Linked DNA regions of Sus scrofa: region 1 is linked to region 2. The links are chromatin contacts, called in public Hi-C maps. All regions are on one chromosome and are shown on one strand. Each heading gives the region's core, a stretch centred on a gene start, on an enhancer-like site or on the middle of the called end of the contact. The rest is flanking DNA. Distances are from core to core; before and after follow the strand shown. Region 1 holds the start of RARS (arginyl-tRNA synthetase). Region 2 overlaps SLIT3 (slit homolog 3 protein).

Region 1 (2,700 bases), core at 90-2,589, 200 kb before region 2:
CATGAGGTTTCGGGTTCGTCCCTGCCTTGCTCATGGGTTAAGATCCAGCGTTGCTGTGAGCTGTGGTGTAGGTTGCAGACCGTGGCTCGGATCTGTGGCATTGCTGTGGCTCTGGTGTAGGCAGGCAAGCAACCAACAGGCTCCAACTAGGACATCCTAGCCTGGGGAACTCTGCTCATTAAGGCCGTGACAGAGTGCGGGCTCGCTCACACAGCACAGCCCAACTAACCATAACCAAAGCGAGTGCGGCCTCAAAAGACCGCCCCAAAAAAAGACAAAAAAAAAAGAAAAGAAACAGTTTTTGAGCAATTCCTGTGACAAGCACTGCTCTAGGTGAATGCTACATGCACTTCGGGGTATAGAAGACTCTCTAAGGAGTCTGTGGGGATACATTAGAAGAGTCCATTTACAGGTCATGAGTTTGTGTGTACTCTTTTCTAAACTTGGTCTTTTTTCTCAGACCCAGGACAACTGAGGAACTCCCCAAATGGCCCAACCCCCCCTCATTAAATACCATCTTCAGCCAAAGACAGAGGAGGATTTGGGGGGTAATGTTTTGAGTTTTCGAAGGAGAGGAAGGCAATTCACATAGGGCTGGGAAAGCAAATGGCTGGTACACAAGTGTTTGCTGAGACTTGCAGAGACAATGAGACAAGAGCAGAATCTGATCTCCAGGCCCTGCCAAGTCTCACCAAACCCACTCCCGCCATAAAATTGGCAGATATGTCTGGTGATGGCTTTATTCCCGGAACAGGCACCTTAAATTCTTCAGGCAGCTAAGGGGTAGGTAAAAAGAAAGACTTCCTGAGTCTTCTGTTTCATGAAATAATCAGCCTAAAATAATTCTCACACCAAAGAGACACATTTTGCAGTAGCAAATTTTGCTCACCTCTATGAAAGCAAGGACCTTATCTGACTTTTTTCCACCTGTGTCCTAGCCCCTCAAAGAGTGCCCTCATACTAATGTGCATAGTAAATGCTGTTGAATGAATGGATTTTGTTAGTTCTGTACCCATTTCACGGAAGGGTGAAATAAAGCCCTTGAGAGACAGAGGCTTTAGCGAAATGCCTCTGCCCAAGTCAGTTAAACACAGCGCAGCTTTGATCCGATTCGCTTCAAACCCTCTGTCCCAACATTGGAACCTAAAGGTTCGGATGCTGGCGGATAATTCCCTGGAGGTTCTCCCCGCAGTGTCTCCTAGATTCCACCAGGGGGCAGCAGAGACAACAACAGCCCGTCAGCCTTGAGACGGCTGGGCGGGACCTTGCGGGACGAAGAGGGAGGGGTTCCGCTTCCGTGCGAGGCTTGTTACTTCCCCTTCCGGCGAGTTGGTGGGTAGGACGCTGGCGAGAGGATGGACGGCTTAGTCGCTGCCTGCTCCGCGCGGCTGCTGCAGCAGGTAGCGCCGCGTGGCGCCGTTGGGAAGGTTTGGAGGGCAGGGACCAGGGCCCAAGATTCCGCCCGGGCATCGACGGGACGGCGGCAGCGAGGCGGGGACCGGCCTGCTTCCTCAGACTCGGGCAGCGGGGTCCCGAGACCCGGGCCCGCGCTGCCTCGGAGGCTAATGCCCTCCCAGGAACGCTCTCCCAGAGGTGGGAGGGGAAGAATCCAGGGTCCCCAGGCCCAGTCGACTGGCATTCAACCAAGGGAGGGTCCCCTTCTCTCTGACTTCCCCAAACCAGCGTTTCCGGGGGGCTGCTGGAGCCTGGCGTGTTGAGTCCCCCCCCCCCCCCCGTCTCGATCAGTGCCCATCCTTCCGGAACACGCGCGGGAAGCGCGGGAACAGGGAGAGAGGAAAGTGAACTAAGAGCGGAAGCCCCAGGACTCGTTTGCAGCTCAGCCACCGCCCTCTCCATGATGCTGAGCAAGGGCTGTCCTGAAAAGCCCATGGAGTGGCTCATTATCCAGCAGGAGCTGGCTCTCTTGACTTCAGTATTCGTGGGGAGGAAACTGTCATAGCTTGTTGAAAGTGACAGTTCCCTTACCCTCTAGGCTAGGTAGGGTGGGCGGGAGGGGGTAATGGGGGAGTAGTTGAAGGACTCCTGTCTCCTCAAAGGAGCTGCTTTATACCACGTCTGTCATGGCATACAAGTTGGTCAAGTAAATGGGCAAGTTCTTCAGCGTTCTGAGTCATAGGGTCTTTGTCCGTGGGGATGTAAGTACCCTCTCATTGGGTTGTGATACAAATTATAGAGATAATTTCCGAAAAGTGTTTAGCCCAGTGCCTGGAACGTAAGATAAGCTCACGCATGGCAGTGTATTTTGGCTGTCTTATGCCCTGGTAAATGTTCTGACATTCAAATGAGAGTCTCTCCCTTAGGAATGCAGTTGGGTTGGAAGTGTTATTTTCTTTGCATTGGCCTTATCCCTTATTGGCCTTGATATGAGGCCTATGCCACAGCATGCCAGCACCCCTGTTGCTCTCCCTCAACACACACCCTTGACTTTTTTCTTATCAAGGATACTATCCTAACGTCCTCAGACATTTCAAGGAGGAATAATCGCAACTTATCAAAGGGAAAGTCCTTCATTCCTGTCTCCTCCGCCACACCCAGGTGGAGAGGAGGAAGTAGGTTTCACAGCATGTGGATATCATTCCTGAAGGATGGACTGAACGAAGTGCCTTTTCTTTCACAGGAGAAAGAGATTAAGTTTCTGACTGCTGAAATTGATCGGTTGAAAAATTGTAGCTGTTCAGA
Region 2 (2,705 bases), core at 119-2,618:
AAAGCTTTTCCTTTCAAGGCAGAAATGATACAAGGATGCCCACTCTCACTATTTATACTCAACATAGTATTGGAAGTCCCAGCCTGAGTAATTGGGAAAGAAAAAAAAAAAAAAAAGGCATCCAAATCAGAAAGTAAGAAATAGAACTGTCACTACTGGCAGATGACATGATATATATACAAAAAACCTAAAGTTTCTACTAAAAAACTATCAGAATTCACAAATTCAGTGAAGTGGCTGGATATAAAATTAATACATAAAAATCAGTTGCATTTCTATTCACTAATAACAAACTATCAGAGAAATCAAGAAAATAATTCCATTTATAATTTCCCTGGGGGTATAATGTATAGCATGGTGACTAGAGTTAATAAGACCCTTCATTTTGTCTTTTTTTTTTTTTCCCTTTTCTAGGGCCGCTTTCCACAGCATATGGAGGTTCCCAGGCTAAGGGCCTAATTGTCTAATCGGAGCTGTACAGCCCGGCCTACGCCAGAGCCACAGCAACATGGGATCCGAGCCATGTCTGCGACCTACACCACAGCTCACAGCAAAGCTGGATCCTTAACCCACTGAGCAAGGCCAGGGATCGAACCCGCAACCTCATGGTTCCTAGTCAGATTCGTTAACCACTGCGCCACGACGGGAACTCCAAAACCCTTCCTATTTGAAAGTTGCTAAGAGAGTAGATCTTAAAAGTTCTCATCATAAGGAAAAAATGTGTATGGTGATGGCCGTTAACTAGACTTATTGTCATCATTTCACAGTGTGTACACATATCAAATCATTATGTTGTATCCTGAAATTAATAGGGGTCAGTTATGCCTAAAAAAATTAAGGATTGATTCCGAATCAAAACTCCCATAACCTTATCTGTGCCAGTAGGTCCTCATGGGTCAATAGGTCACCTGTTCCTGGCCCATCTGAACCAGGATCTCCTGGAAATAATGCATAAAGCCAGTGGTTTTCAAACAGTGTATCTTTGGAGGCCTGGGGGACGGGGGAGGAGGCTGAAGATTCTGACTTTTCATTACCTTGCAGAAAACAGTGGTTTCACTTCTAGTTTTTTTTTTTTTTTTTTTTTTTTTTAAGTCTTGGCCTTTGAAATAACATATGGATGGGGAAAAGGCCTCTGTTGCTACAAAAAAGAAAACAATTGGAAAAACCAACCCAATCCCAAAATGTCTTGATGTGAACTCCTACAGGAGGTGATCCCACTGTGGACCCAAGGCCCAGTTCACATTAGTCTCCTGGAAAGATATTTAGGAATTTCAGGGAAGTGAAGGGCCTTCCTTGTCTTCCACTGAGCCCCATAAACCAGTACCCAGTGCGAGGTGTGTGAGCCAGGCTGGGGGGCTCCTGTCTGGGACTGACCTGAGAGCTTGTGTTGGCCAAGACTGGCCCACAGAGTCCCCTTATGCTTTTAGTAACAGTTGTTGGGGAGTTCCCGCTGTGGCACAGTGAGTTAAGAACCTGACTGCAGCATCTTAGGTCACTGCAGAAGTAAGGGTTCGATCCCCAGTGCTGCAGCTGCAGCGTGGGTCACAGCTGCAGCTGGGATTCAGACCCTGGTCGGGGAACTTCTTTACACCACTGGTGTGGCCATAAAACAGTTACTGGGCCAGTGCAGGAGACGTGTGTTGAGCACTTAACCATGTGAAGTACTGCATTCTCTCATTTAACCCTAACAATCCCCTGGTAGGATGTACACTTTTTTTCCTCCACTTGAGACCTAAGGCTCAGCAATTTAGGGTCCAGTCCTGAGTCTTGAAGTGGAGATGGGGAGCAGGACTGGAATCCAACCTCCCAAGGCACAGGATCCTTCACCACTATGGGACAAGTGGTCTGTTCCTCCACTTGCTGGTTAAGCTCCCCTGGATGCTGAGATCTGACCACTAGGTGGCGACAGAGCCTCACAAAGTTCCTGGGATATTTCAGGCAACAGCCTGAGGTCTCAGCCTGCCCTGCAGCAACCCCTCCCTCCTGGACCAGCAGGGTAGCCACACGCCCTCTTTTGGCCACGTCCTTCGTGCCCCGGCATGAAGGTTCTGGTGGGAGCCTGGACTGGGTTTGAATCCCAGTTCTGCAACTGTCTGTCCTCTGTGTCTTTGGGCCAAGGATTCATGGGCACTTCAAGTTTCTCATCCCTGAACTAGTAGTGGTGATGCTTGCCCGGGGCTTGCAGTGAGGATTGGATGAGACAAAGATGGAGGGTTTTGTGGTAATGATGATGGAGGGAGTAAGCACGGCTTGCTTAAGAGAACTCTCTGGGGGCTGTTTCTGGGTTTGTTTTCTCTTTTTACAGCCTCACCTGCTGCCCATGGCAGTTCCCAGGCGTGGAGTTGAACTGGAGCTGCAGCCACAGCCACACCTGATACGAGCTGCATCTGCGCCCTATGCTGCAGTTTGCACCAACACTGGATCCTGAACCTACCAAGTGAAGCCAGGGATTGAACTTGCATCCTCACAGAGACAACGTTGGGTCCTTAACCTCTTGAGCCACAACAGGAACTCCTGCTCTCTAGGGTGTTTTTAAATGGCCAATATCTAAGCCCTGAGGTATTTCACATAGAAACCCTGAATTCGTAGCTTCTTAGGGGAATCTGCCTTCCCACACTGCTGCATCTGCTGCAGCCGTCCCCTCTGGGCTACCACGGTCTCCACCACTCCCTATGGGGACCCACTTCCCCAAGTCTGTTACCTTA

Evidence for each region. Hi-C and Micro-C count contacts between places; a contact is called where the count stands out from the background.
Region 1: a Hi-C map of mesenteric adipose tissue shows a contact between it and region 2, with 2.0 times the contacts expected there. The contact joins the promoter of RARS here to the enhancer-like site in region 2. A contact is called at or near these places in 3 of 5 promoter capture datasets (fetal liver, fetal skeletal muscle and liver), 2 of 47 Hi-C or Micro-C datasets (embryonic fibroblasts and mesenteric adipose tissue) and 1 of 2 datasets of contacts at active chromatin or transcription factors (alveolar macrophages).

What each region holds. Positions count from the first base shown.
Region 1 is chr16:55,410,715-55,413,414 of Sscrofa11.1, reverse strand. It overlaps RARS (arginyl-tRNA synthetase), which reads left to right and starts at 1,339. Exons shown (of 15, transcript NM_001244260.1): 1 at 1,339-1,400; 2 at 2,639-2,700. The coding sequence starts at 1,356.
Region 2 is chr16:55,206,229-55,208,933 of Sscrofa11.1, reverse strand. The region is part of intron 32 of SLIT3 (slit homolog 3 protein); the gene reads right to left. Among named protein-coding and RNA genes, the nearest start is that of MIR218B, 92 kb to the right of the region's middle. Within about 2 kb of position 1,368, at least 4 of the 83 cell types and tissues checked have an H3K27ac peak or open chromatin away from gene starts, as enhancers often do. A contact at or near this core is called in mesenteric adipose tissue, where this site is marked.